Linked DNA regions of Rattus norvegicus: region 1 is linked to region 2. Evidence: chromatin contacts called from public Hi-C data. All regions are on one chromosome and are shown on one strand. Each heading gives the region's core, a stretch centred on a gene start, on an enhancer-like site or on the middle of the called end of the contact. The rest is flanking DNA. Distances are from core to core; before and after follow the strand shown. Region 1 holds the start of Klf7 (KLF transcription factor 7). Region 2 has its middle 50 kb from the start of Cpo.

Region 1 (6,640 bases), core at 4,079-6,578, 160 kb before region 2:
GCTTATGGTTTTGGAGAGACTGCATTCTGTCTCTACAGGGAAGGGTGTGATGGTTTGTATATGCTTGGTCCAGGGAGTGGCACTATTAGGAGGTGTGGCCTTGTTGGAGTAGGTGTGTCACTGTGGGAGTGGGCTTTAAGAATCCTCATTCTCGCTGCCTGCCTGGAAGTCAGTCTTCCGTTAGCAGCCTTCAGATGAGGATACAGAACTCTCAGCTCTGCCTGCACCAGGCCTGCCTGGATGCTGCCATGTTCCTGCCTTGGGGATAATGGACTGAATCTCTGAACCTGTAAACCAGCCTCAATTAAATGTTGTCCTTGTAAGAGTTGCCTTGGTCATGGTGCCTGTTCACAACAGTAAAACCCTAACTAATACAGAGGGTTCTATCTGTGGCTGTAGGACATTAATAGAGTGGTCACATCTACTGAACTGTGAAGCAAAGAGAGAAGGACCAGACTAGGCAGGTACATCTTTAGAGATTCCCCCACTTGCGATCTAATGTGGACAGTCAGCCCCTACGTTCTACAGGCTCTGCCACCTCTCAACCAGCGTCACCAGCTGGGGGCGGGAGGGTGGTGGTCAAAAATTCAAACCATGAGACCATGGAGGACATTCAGATTCAAACTGTGTCCTATTTACATAGTCAACTAAAACGTTTTAAAGATTTATGTGTATGAACATTCTGCCTGCATGTGGGACCACTTGTGTGACCGGTGTCTTCAGAGGTCAGAAGGCATCAGGAACCGAAGTTACAGATGGTTTTGAACCACCGTGTGGGTGCTGGAAATCAAACCAGGGCCCTCTACAAGAGCAGCAAGCACTCTTAACTACTGACCATCTCTCCAGCCATGTTACATTTTTATTATTTTAAAAAAATATTCCTATTTCTGAATTCATGGGGTTAGTATTATTTATTCTTGTGTGGTTCCTGCAGTGCCACTTCCAAAGCGTTTTATTTACTAGCTTATTTAAGACAGACTGTCACTCTGTAGCCCTAGCTAGCCTGAGCACAGATATTTGGCTCTCTCTACTTCCCAGATGTTGATGCTAAAGGCATGCACTGCCACTCCCAGCCATTATTATTGGGAATACTTTCATCAGTGTTTCCAAAGACAGTGTTTGCATAGGAGACAGATTATGTAGGTAACTTGGAGCAATACCTATATTTGAATTTACTTCCGGTACTAAATAGACATGGAGCGATGAGCAAAATACATGCATTGTCTGAACTCCATTATCTTCATCCATTAAAACAGACCAACGCTTCATAGTAGTAAAAACCTGATGTGAAAAGCTGAAAAAATACCAGATATTGCAAAGGATTTTGATTTGTGGGTCATAAAAGTGCAGGTTATTTTTGTTCCCTTATGGTCTTAATTTATTGATCATTTTATATATCGGGATACTTCATGTGTTTTTGCAATACGAAACTAGAATTTCTAGGCTATTAAAAATACCCAACAAAACTCCCAATATATGAGAAACCTCTTTGTGAGTTGCTGGCCAATGGAGTCCAAGAGACCTAAACAATTTAGGTTATTTCGGTTGGCCTTGGTTGCCACCCAGAGGTTGAAGGCAGGTGCCTATTGCTGAAAACATATACTTCGGAGGTTGCACCCAGAGGGTCCCAACTAGATCTGACCTGAAAGACTGCTCCCTGAGGATTAGTTTTCACAGCAGGGGAAGGCACCATCCAAGCTTCCAAGAGAGGAAAGCAAGGGCACCCAGCCTGTGAATCACAACAACTAGCATGGTTGGTAACCGCAAGGGCTCTCATCTTGGCCGGCAACCATCAGCTCTCTAATTGGACTTAAGGCTTCTCAACAGGAGGGAGATCTAGTCAACTAACCAGGATCTTACAGGAGAACCCATTACTGCCACTTCATTCGGCCACCTTCTCTGCACACCCACAGATGAGGGTGGCTCTCACTCCTCATCAGTGGAATGTCGCTTTGCTAGTCAGATACCAGAACAGAAAACCACAACTTGTCAAATCCGAGAGAACAAGTAATCTGGGGGTGCCTCCCCTCAGCTGCTATATCCACAACAAAACTCCTGCATCCAAGACTCAGGGAGCATCAAGGAGGAAGAGGCAGAAAGATCCTGAGAGCCAGAAGACTAAAGAAATCTGCTGTGGGGTTGTATCGCGCCTAGACTTGAACAAGCAGAATATCAATAGACGTGGTAACAGAGAAGGGGGAAATCTCACAGGGCCCCACCCTGTAGACAAAACAAACCGAAGGCTGAGAGCAGGAGAAACAGTCTTCTCCAGGGCTGAGCTCCCTATTGGCTAGCCAATACCAATAGGTCAGCCCTAAAATGATAAGCATACAAGAAACACTAAATGGACTGAACAGGTTATATTTACATATTTAAGCATACACCACACACACACCCCTCAAGAGAAAGAGACCATGAATTTGAGAGGGAACAGGAGGGGACATGAGAGGAGTTGGAGGGAGGAAAGGGAAGGTAGTAAATTAAAAACAAATAAAAAATTACAATATCTAAATATGACGAATGTTGAAACCATGCATTTTAGAGCACTTTGTTGCCTACACCCCTTAGAATGAGTTCTTAAATGTCCTATAACATTTTGAAAAAGACCTCCAAGTCTAATTTGTAGGATTTACTTTGTAAAACGTCGTTTTGTTTGTTCATTTTGTAGGCTGGGTGCCTGAAAGTTCCACAGGGAAAGCTTCGACGGCAGTCTTCCAACCCACCAGAGCAATGTCAATAAACACATATGAACTTAAAACCAAAACCTCAATGTTTTGCCATGCAGAGCTCATGCAGAAGCCTTATAAGTCAGACTCTCCAGGACTTGAAGCACACTGCCTGGTCACTTTCTGCTTGTCTGACCATCGTTAATTTATATACTAAGCCTGGAGACCTTCATCTTCTAAGTTGAAAACCCTATGTGGGTGGCATGCTGAGGGTGGAAGGAGACTGGGCACATAGAATGTCGATGTACGAAGAGTGTGATCAACATTTCCCAAATTTCCAAACTCCAAAGTTAAGATATATATTGATCAAAGCTTGCAATAAGCCAGGTGTGGTGGAGCACACCTTTAATCCCTGCACTCAGGAGGTAGAGGCAGGAGTTTGAGGCCAGCCCGGTCTACAAAGATGAGTTACAGGACTGGTCAGGGCTAAATAGAGAAACATTGCCTTGAAGAAAACAACAAAAACAAAATCCAAAACAACCAAATAGAAATAGTAATAGTATAAATATAAAATACAATAATTTAATTGCCTTGAGTCTTAAACAGCAAATTATGTGATCTTGCTGTATCCAAGGTTGCTTTTTTCTTTTCGTTTTCTTATTACGCATGTACACATCTGCATTAGGATCTCTCAATAGATTTCTGCCCAAGACTTACAATCAGATAGCTTTGGGGGAAGAGTGGACAGGGTGAGATCTAACCAATAATTGCAAGGTTTTGCTACCTCACTTTCTTCTTCTAAACCCTGGCCTGTTCCCTGTGGAGACTATTAGTTCAGGTACTATTTAATTTCCTTGCTTAAAGTCTGAGGACAGTGACAGCTAACATTTAGTGCCTCTAACAGTGACATACTATGCTAGAAGAATTGCAAACAGCATTTTGCTTCTTCTAACAAGAATGGCAGAGATTTGCATTCTTGTTCTTGTGATTGTTCCTGGGAAGCAGAGGCCGTCACTGCCACTTGCTCAAGTCATGGAGCTAATCGGTGGCCGCATATTGTAAGCAAGACCTCAATGAATTAATACAGTGAGTTTTGTTCTTTGACTAACGAGAATCTCAGGCACTAAAGGGCAAATAAACCAGTTTTTCTCAAATCTTAGTAATTTATTTAATTTCCTCTGGGGGATGGGTGATCTTTTGTTTTTTTTTTTTTTTTTAAACTAATTTAATATTGTTATCAACAGAAGGGAATGATATGGAGACGATGAAATTGAATGTACAAGGATGTTTCTTGTCTCTAAGTACTGAATTCTGTAGTTATTCCTAAAGTAGTCCAGCTTTCGGTGTATTTTGGAGAAGCCATACTAGCCATTTAAGGTCAAGCAAACAATTGGGCAACTCTTAACCACGTGCATTGCACAGGCTTCCATCTCTGAGCTTGCAGAATCTCGATATCTTTAGAGCCTTGCTCTACCCCTGCTATGCACACTCCTCCAGGAAGCTACTGGATAAACCTCTTGTAAGGATCTGCTAGCTGGCTGCATGCTCCAACCTGCACCCTAATTCTACCTACTCTCCTCCTATTCTTCTTCATGCACATTCTAATATGCTAGACATCAGACTCCTGGCCAGGTTTTAGGCTCCGTTCAGGGGAACAGGAGGGCGATAGGCGAACGGCGACGCGCACGGAGGCGCGCGGGCCGGGGCGGGGCCAGCGTGCAACGTCGGGGGCGGGCACAAACAAGTCTCCGCGCAGCTCGCCTTTGTTCTCTGCCATTGTGAGGCACTTCCTCCTCTGGCACTTCATTTCTGCACCCTGTGGGGAATTCGGAACTGGCTTTTGGGCTTTAGTTTGGGGTACGTGACGCTGTTCTGAGCCTGGCCTCTCCCTTGCTACCCTTCTTCCCCATGCTTGGCAGGAATGCCGAGTACAAAGAGCTACTTGCCCCCGACGGCTGCACCGCCGCTCTACCGGCTACTCCCGCAGGAGGCATCCTAACCCAGGACTGGGGACCGCACCTCCCGATCGGCCACCGCGGCAACCCGTTCCCTCGGATATGCACGGGGTCCGGGCGCCGTCGGCTCGGACGAGCCCTGCAGCTAGGGTCGGAGGCCAGCGCGCAACCCGAGCCCAGCCGCCTAGGAGTCCCGGGAGCCAGCGCAAGTGTCGCAGCAACCCTCCCTAGCGCTCGAGCTCCCCGGCCGGCTGGCGGACTCCTCTACCCCCTTATATAGCCCTCTAAAAATAGCTTGCCTTGTACCGCCTTGTAAGGCAGCAGGGAGATCCGCAGCGCGCCAATCGGCGGCTGCCGTCGGGGCCTGGCCCCGCCCCAGGGTCCGCTCCGAGTGCCGCATTGGTCCTCAGTGACTTCATGAGCCCCCTGTTTACCTTACATGGTCACACGCGGCCTCATGGACGTCCTCCTCCGAGATCCCACGGCTGCGCGCAAAGCAGGGCGGAGGGAGGGAGTTTGGGGAGGGGGAAGAGCAGGAGGAGGAGACAAGGGGGAGGGGGGGGACTACAAACTAGCGAGGATGGGGTTGGGGGTGGGGAGGGAAGGGAAGGGGTGGGGGGGCGAGAAGCGATCGCGAGAAAAAAAATGCAACCTCCCAAAATAAAGAGCAAAGATTGCATTAGGAGCGAACAGCGCTGCAGATATAGATGGCAGCTTCGTGTCAGTGAGTTTGCGTCCCCCTTCCTGATCCACGAGCTGGAGTGATTAGAGCCCTGGAAGGGAATTGTTACTCCCGTGAAGTCCCCTTTTCCTGGCAGTCATCTGCACTGTACACGCTGGATCCCTCTCTCCATCCACCCGACTCACTCGCTCCTCTCTCACCTCCTCTCTCCCTCTCTCCTGCATTGATTTTTTTTTCTCTCCTTTTTTTAGTTGACTGAAACAAAACAAAACAAAAGGGCCACTGGATGTCTGCCTTCTTGGGGGGTGAGCCAGACAGACTGACAAACAAACAGACCCAGCTGAGCTCGGGGGAGGGTTTCTCCTCCGGTTTTGCCCGGCAGCAGCAGCATGGACGTGTTGGCTAGTTATAGTATATTCCAGGAGCTACAACTTGTCCACGACACCGGCTACTTCTCAGCTTTGCCATCCCTGGAGGAGACCTGGCAGCAGGTGAATGATTTAAATTACTTGTGTAAATCGTGTGGCGGCGGCGGAGACGCAGGGGCTGCATTTGGTGTGGGCTTTGAGTTGAAAAACATTTTAATTCTTTTTTTCTTATTTATTTATTTTTTGGCTGTGTGTTGTTTAAAATGTTTTGTGAAACAATCATATGCGCTTACCTCTCCACCCACCCCTAACCCCTTAGTGTGCTGAGCTGAGCTGGTCCTAGCTGCCTGCGTTTCTGTCACCAACACACATCCTTGCGCACACGTTGTCGGCTCGCTGTCCCCCGGCAAGAGAATTGCTGGCGAACTTCTGGGGTTTGGAGGAGCCGGGTGGGAAGGTGGTCGAGCAATGGTTGACAGGATACCACGTTCCTAGATGCAGGAGTTCTGGTCTTAGTACTTAAATCAGCTTTATCTATTTCAACTGGTCCTGAGGACCGTCAAGGGGGGTTGGGTGAGGGTGGCATGGAGTGTTTTTTCCCAGTGATTTAGCGAGTGTCAATTCAGAACAGGAGCTTGATTTTTAGATTATACAAGGTGAGCTGTAGGAAGAGAAGCCAGGTGACAAAAGACGCTTAAGGATATGTACAAGGAAGACGAGATGTATCTCTCTTAGGCTGACAATGCATTGTACATTTCCCCAGCTAATGCCTCCAGAAGGAGCAGCCTCTACTGTGTCCTTGTGTCTTGTTTATTTGTTTGGGGTGTCTCTCAGGTTAGCACCACCTTGGACAAAGGGTGGTGTGTGCTTCTGTGCTTCCCTACTTTGTCTTAGAGGACTAGTTTAGAAAACTCCTAGGATGCTAAAGGGTACCGGTGCCAAGTTCGCTTGGCATCTCAGGGACGTTGA
Region 2 (7,376 bases), core at 2,775-5,274:
TCTAAAAGTCTCTCATACCTGGAGCCGCAGAACATGTGGGTCTTGCTTTGTTCAAGTATTCGGAATGAGGAGCCCCTTAAAGTACATGTCTTTTTAGAGTAGAACTGAGTAAAGCATGCAGAATAAGCCACCAAATGTCACATTGGAATGTGCAAAGCACGTGGGAAGTGGGTCTCAGTGGCTGTGTTCTTCCTGACTTTGCAGCTCTCACTGAGTATTAACCTCGCATCTGTCAGCCCTAGAAAGCAGGAGAGACTGGGGTGCGCAGACAACCTTTTTAGTGTTCTCTCTGCCAAAAAATGCCATGGAAAGGCTTGGATGAGTAGACTGGGTAAACCTTGAGAAGTGTTGTCTTTTCTCACTCTGGGCGATGAGCATTAAAACTGGAAAGAGCCCAGCAGATATTTTTCTTCACCCCTGTCATCTTACAGATAGGGCATCTGAAGGCCAGAGCCAGTACCGGGTGACAGCGCAGTCAAGAGCACACAGTCAAGAGCCGTATGTTCTTCATAAGATGCTGGTATGCTTTGGCTGGGGAAGACTCTGGGATCTAATCGGAAGGTGACCCCGAATCAGCTTCTGGCTGCCGAAAGAGGGTAGAGTGAGGCAGGCAGGGAGTAGGAGCTGGCAGTGGGAGAGAGATGAGTCAATTGTGAGCCAAAATGCCAGCCATTAAAAATAGAGCTAACTTTCCCCTTCTACGTCACCTGAACTTTTGTCGACATTTCCAAGCTGTCTTTGGATGTCAAGGGAAACAATATCTTACTCTGTTGCATTGGTCAGATGCATTGCTCTGATGACTGGTGGCCGAGTGTAGAGAAAATTAAACCTATGGGGTTCTCTCTATAAAGCTTCTCAATCGCTTCCGTAGTTTGGAAAGATACTTATGTTTGGTGCCCTTATCAGCAGTGAGGAAAATGGCTTCACAAAGGTAGATAGATTTCCCAAAGATTGGAGCTCAAATCACTACGTAGGTAAGATCCTGTGTGCATCTGCTGTTCTTTCCGTGAGCTGCAGCCATCAAACCAAGTACAATAGATCTGAATTTAATACAGAAATAGCCACATGAGGACACACTTCCAGTGGTGGACAGAGCTGGGTAACTGTACTCACAGGCTCACTAGCTGTGTGTCTATGGCTGGCCACGTAACTTCCCTTCGACTTTAATGTTTCTGCCTGCAAAGTATTAATAATACTCAACCCATGAGATGAACCCAAAGATTAAATGGTTAACTTTATATTTCACAAAATGATTTACCCTTATTAAATGTTAATGAAATAGATTATTCTAATTCCTCATATTAGCACTCAAAATATTCAACAGAAGCAAAAAAAAAAAAAAAAAAAAAAGAAAAGAAAAGAAAATCGTGTGACCAGAGTATCAACAGATATTCCTGAGTGCCTTTGAATCAGGCTTCTTTGTGGCATGATTATTTATTCTGCTTTCAAAGAACACTGCAGATATTCCTCTTGGCATGCAACAGGTCTAAGATGGCCTTTCAACCTTTTTCAAGCTTCTTTGTTTATCCACAATCAGAAATCCTTTAGGTAAACCTTGTCTCTATCAACTTTTGGTATGTGCATAGCCTTCAAAGAGAAAGAGTTTAAAAGAATAAATATTATCAGAAGATCCCCCACTCCCACCCCAGGATATAAGCTTTCTGATCTGCTTCTATCAGCCATGCCTTCAAGTTTTAGAAAGGAGGAACAGATACGTCATGAAGAAAAGAATGAAAATACAGTTTATGGTTTGTAATCACAGAAGTGATTATAAGTGAGAAAATTGAAATATCTTTAATTAATTGGAACAAATTCATAATGGGAGAACTTTTGATCTCTCTCTCTCTCTCTCTCTCTCTCTCTCTCTCTCTCTCTCTCTCTCTCTCTCTCTCTCCCTGCCTCTCTATGGAGTTCTAGCTGTGCAGGAGCTTGCTATGTAGAGCAGGCTGAATTGGAATTCACCAGGAGCCACCAGCTTCTGCCTGAGTGCTGGGATTAAAGGTGTGTACCACCATGCCAGGCTAGATGTGCCTTTTCTGAGAATGACCCACCCACTCAAATGGGTGAATTCTTGAAACTGTACTTGCAATAACAGATAATTCCTTTACAGGTCAGAGATGGATAGCTGGCTCAATCTTAGAGCCTGTCAGGATGTTGAATCTGGGGTGATAATCAGTGTTTTAAGAATCTCCCTCTGGGGAAATGACATTCTTTTAAGGTCACCTCGTGAAAAGAGACTACTGTGAAATGAGAGAAAGAGAGAGGTGGTGCCTGGAAAGAGGTAGAAGCCAATGACTCACAGCCACACGAAGCCTTGCTGGGACTCTGTGGGTCCTAGGTTTCAAGTCTCTGTTCCCGTCTTCCAAGAGTGCAGGACTGTCACGTTCTAAGTAAGAGAAAAAAGCATGGATCCTTCCAACAATCCTCATGTTTGCACATCTGAGTGTGTGTTGCTTGTATACCTTTACTGAGATAATACCTATAACGACTGAGTGTTAGCGGCCATAGTCCATCTGTTCTCTTTTGGAAATGTCTGCTGGCGAGACTGAATTTCAGATGTGGCAACACAGGGAGGGGCACAGGGTACCACATAGCCAGAATACAGTTGTGATATCTCCTTATTCAAGGTCACCTGGAGTGCAGCTCCGGTTCCTTTGCACCAATGTGGATTCCGCACGACTAAACTGGAAGCTTCTTCGAGATGACCCCATCCATTTATTTTCACTCCCTGTAGCACTGCATTGTGGTATTGACTTTTCTGATGATGTTTATATAAAGATAGAAAGGAAAAACCTTTCTACTTCAATAATTTTCCATTTGGGCAAAACTTCTCTTGCCTTGATTTAGGAAATAATCACATTTTCTTTCTCTTTTTTGTTGAAACCTGCCTCTTCTCGCAGCTTTGTGTCAATGAGGAGATAGGTTTATTTAGCCAGTAATTTCCACTGCAGAAAATCTTGGGCCCAGATTGCCCTGCAAAAGCAATATGTTCTGTTTTATTTTTATATTACATTATATTTATTTTAATTGCATTCTCCATCTGGTCAAAGATGGCATTAGGCACTGTAAATGAAGAAAAGAAACAAAGAGAGAGAGCTAACCATGATAATAACTGAGATTATTATTTCTAAAAGATCCATCTAGGAGCACAATAACCTCCATGAGTGGGCAAATTCCACAGCCCTCTCACAAGAGAGCTCAGGAAAAATTGTGGGAAAGAAAGAAGATGAAGATAAGCTGATTGACGGGTTCCTGGGTCTTATGCATGGCCAGGATGAGGTTTTGCATTCAGCCCCTTCCTAAGTCAGTTCTTAGACGTGTGTGTGTGTGTGTGTGTGTGTGTGTGTGTGTGAGAGAGAGAGAGAGAGAGAGAGAGAGAGAGAGAGAGATTATAAAATGACTCTTAAGTAACACCTAAGCTATCTTCAGTCCTTTGATTATTTCCAAAGGTGTTCAGAAGGATGTAAATGCTGTTTCAACAAAACTTTTTTTTTAATATAAACTTAAGAAGGAATACGCACAGAGAGAGAGAGAGAGAGAGAGAGAGAGAGAGAGAGAGAGAGAGAGAGAGGAAGAAGAAGAAGAAGAGGAAGAGGAAGAGGAAGAGGAAGAGGAAGAGGAAGAGGAAGAGGAAGAAGAAGAAGAAGAAGAAGAAGAAGAAGAAGAAGAAGAAGAAGAAGAAGAAGAAGAAGAAGAAGAAGAAGAAGAAGAAGTCATTTTCTTCGTGTGTCTTGGAGATGTTTCTACAAAAAGCTGTGCTGGCAATTGGAGGCCTTCCAAATGAAGCCAGTATGACTGCAGGGGCCAATGTGCTACACACAAAATTCTTAAGTCAGACACACCCAGTGGAAGAGAAGGCACTCACAGTCAGGTCAGGATGCTGCACGAGTCATTATCATGGATGCTGTATTGTCTGTTCCTGTTTTAAAATGTGAACAAATTGCAGGACTCTAGGGGAGGGTTTGCACATGAAAGTTTGCCAAAAACAAGTGGGTGGTGACATTCCCAGACTGTAATCCATTCCTCCTCCCACTCCCTGTAGTCTATCACTTAGGATAGTTTATGTTTCAAAAAACAAAGCCTTATTTGAAATGGCTAAGGCAAATAGTGGAATTTTGATTCACACACAGTTGGACTCAAGAGACTATGACTTTAGATATGGCTGAAGGCAGAGATCCACCATATTCTGAGGGGGCAACATGGCTATGAGGGCCTTTTGTCTATTGAGATGTCATATCTTTCTTCCAAGACTGCTCTCTAGCTCAGGTTCCAGAAATGGCTTCACAGCTCTGTTATCACCAATGCCAGTGAGAAGAGAGAAGGGAAGGGGGAGGGAGAGAGTGGGCGAGGAAGAACGGGAATCTTTCCCAATCCTTAATAAGACCAAGGAAGAACTTTTCACCAACCCCCCCTAGGGAGAGTCTCCCTGCATTTATTGTTCCAAACTGGATCATGTGTTCACTCTAAAGGCAATTCGTGTAGGTGTGGAAACATGGACATCTGGAAGCAATAGGATTAAGTCCTGGAGTAGAATGGCATCTGTGCCAGGAATCAGGGCTTTCTCCAATGGGAAATCAAGCATTCTGTCATCATGGAAGAAGGAGAAACAGATAAAGGCAACAAAGTCAGAGGTCCCCACTCTAAGGTACAGAAGCATGGCAGAAACCATCAGCTACCCCTGTTTTACATAGATGTCTCTCATCTTCATCATTTTTACAGAGTGACATAAAGATTGATGCTGTGTGGTTTGAATAACCCATAGACTCATGTGTTACATGCTTGGACCATAGGCAATGCAGTATTAGATGGTGTAGCCTTTTGTGAAGTAGGTGTAGCCTTGTTGGAAAAAGTATGTCACTGAGGGGGTGGGCTTTAGGTCTCATATGCTCAAACTCCACCCAGTCTGGCCCACAGTCTCCTGCTGCCTGTGGATCAAGTTGTAGAACTCTCAGCTCCTTCTCCAGCCCCATGTCTGCCTGTGTGTTGCCATGTTTCTTGCCATGATAATAATGGACTAAACCTCTGAACTGTAAGCCAGCCCCAATTATAAGAGTTGCTATGGTCATGGTGTCTCTTCACAGCACTAAAACACTAACAAAGACAGATACAGTGACAAAAGGATAACTGGTATTTATCAGGTCCTGTGTGTTTTGAGAGGTTTGTTAGTCTCTGTCCTTGAAGAGAGTAAAGAAGGCAGCATTATAATTATAATAAATAACTGTGGTGTTGACCATCTTGGTACTCCATTCACAACCTTTATCTGGCTTCAAAGCCCTTCCCCAGATGCTAGTCACAACTTAAAGCCTCACCATTTCTCTAGGGAATAGCTACAGGCTGATGTGAAGTACCTTGCCTAGCCCCACTCTCTGCCCTGGCCATAAAACTGGGACACAAAATTCCATCCCTTTCTCTTTATTCTAAAACCAATGTATAATGTGGTTTATTTCTAGATCCTCCTGTACTTAAGACCAACTTGAGACCACCTAACACTTTACTTTCTTATTTGTATTTCTTTTCCTCTTCATTTTCTCTTCCATGACAACTTCTTGAATAAGCATCTCCTCAAGAAAAGCATTGCTTTAAGTTCTACAAACACCCGACTTAAAACAGAGTCCTCTGGGTAGACTGGAGTAAACCACAAACTAATAAACAGATGGAGCATGAGTTAGGCAGGAGTCACCTTGGTTCAAGGTGGCTTTGATGAACCAAGGGGTTATGAAAATGAGAAAGTACTTGAATTAATTTGGGCTTTCTGTCTTCAGGTCATCATCATTTCCACCAATGTGACTTAATATAAAATAGAGGCTGTGTTACAAAGGATGAGGATGCCACAGAGGACTAAGGCCATCCATTTACACAGACTCTTCTCTGTGCCTCTTTCAAGGTTCTTTCTCTATTCTCTAGGCTTTGGTAGAGAAGAATTGTAAATTCGGTATTCTTGAACATTATAAATACTCCCTCTTTCTTTCACTCAGGAGACTAGACTGGACTCCAGCATCCCAACTTTTTGTTCAGGAGAAGGAATATTTTGATTGATTCAGTTTTCCCAAGGATATTTTGAACCAATCAATTTTAGTCAAGAAGCAAATCTTTAGGATTCATGTGTGTAAAACCATATCCTAGAGACAAAACCTTTCAATGTCATATCAAAGAGTAGAGATAGTTCTCCAAATATCTAATGAGGGCCCACCACAGTAATGAACACAACATGCCCAAGGAGTATATGTGGATTCTTACCACCCTGGAGGTTGATTTTCACCTCTCCTTTAGCCATCATGTTGGCCAATGATGGAGGCAGCATGGGGATCACTGCTTCCCACTGACAGTTCAACTGGAAGAAATAGCTAATGCGACAGGGGACAGAACAAGGGCACTGAAAGACTTTAGTAGACTTAGTGCCCTAAGCAATAAGATTGTATGTAACCAGATTAATAATGACTCTCTAACTAGATTAACATTGAATTGGTAATAATAGCTCAAAAGAAACATGACTTGACAATAGTTAGCTACAAAAACAAAATCTGGGGATTTCACAAGCTGATTATTCTATGATTTGGCTCCTAATAAAGGTTTTATCATTTCAGCTGCATATGGTAGGGTATTCCACGTTCCAATATGGTATCCAGGTCACAATAGGATGTATAGAGTGTGAAGGAGTCATATACTGAGTTCATATAGATGAGTTTATATATTTATATATAAACTGTAACTTAAAGGGTAGATCCAAAGATACATAAACTCAAGACTGCCTGTTCATGGCACACCTACTTGTTGCTAAGGAACACTGACAGAGATTTGAAAATAAAGGCCATAGTTGGATGAATTGCCTGGAAATACATTTTTAGAGAAACAAACCCAAAAGTGTCTGAAGAGAGATGTCTAGAAGCCATGGAGTAGCTGTGTTCTGGCATTTGGTAAGTTGTCATATGAGAGAAGAAATGACATTGGTTGTTGCTGCTTAAGGGAGAGAACCTTCTATATCTGCTTACCAGATATAGATGGTGTAGAATGGAGACTAGACAGAGCTTTCTTAGAACAAAGCTAAAAGCCTCCTCCCCATTGGCCAGTTTTCATAGTGTGAAGAGGTGCTATGTGGGTTGCTGGGATATTTAAGTGATCCCAAAAATTCCACCAGAGAACTACTAAAGCTGATAAACAACTTCAGCAAAGTGGCTGGGTATAAAATTAACTCAAATAAATCAGTTGCCTTCCTCTATACAAAAGAGAAACAAGCCGAGAAAGAAATTAGGGAAACGGCACCCTTCATAATAGACCCAAATAATATAAAGTACCTCGGTGTGACTTTAACAAAGCAAGTAAAAGATCTGTACAATAAGAACTTCAAGACACTGAAGAAGGAAATTGAAGAAGACCTC

The links. Hi-C and Micro-C count contacts between places; a contact is called where the count stands out from the background.
Region 1: a Hi-C map of prefrontal cortex shows a contact between it and region 2, with 2.7 times the contacts expected there. The contact joins the promoter of Klf7 here to the enhancer-like site in region 2. A contact is called at or near these places in 4 of 12 Hi-C or Micro-C datasets (the A7r5 cell line, the Rat2 cell line, frontal cortex and 1 more) and 1 of 1 datasets of contacts at active chromatin or transcription factors (oligodendrocytes).

The regions. Positions count from the first base shown.
Region 1 is chr9:73,018,744-73,025,383 of GRCr8, reverse strand. Klf7 (KLF transcription factor 7) reads left to right here and starts at 5,328. Exons shown (of 4, transcript NM_001399681.1): 1 at 5,328-5,794. The coding sequence starts at 5,693. LOC103690543 (a long non-coding RNA gene) reads right to left here and starts at 5,222. Exons shown (of 2, transcript XR_010054801.1): 1 at 5,056-5,222.
Region 2 is chr9:72,859,934-72,867,309 of GRCr8, reverse strand. No RefSeq gene overlaps it. Among named protein-coding and RNA genes, the nearest start is that of Cpo, 50 kb to the right of the region's middle. Within about 2 kb of position 4,024, at least 15 of the 93 cell types and tissues checked have an H3K27ac peak or open chromatin away from gene starts, as enhancers often do. A contact at or near this core is called in prefrontal cortex, where this site is marked.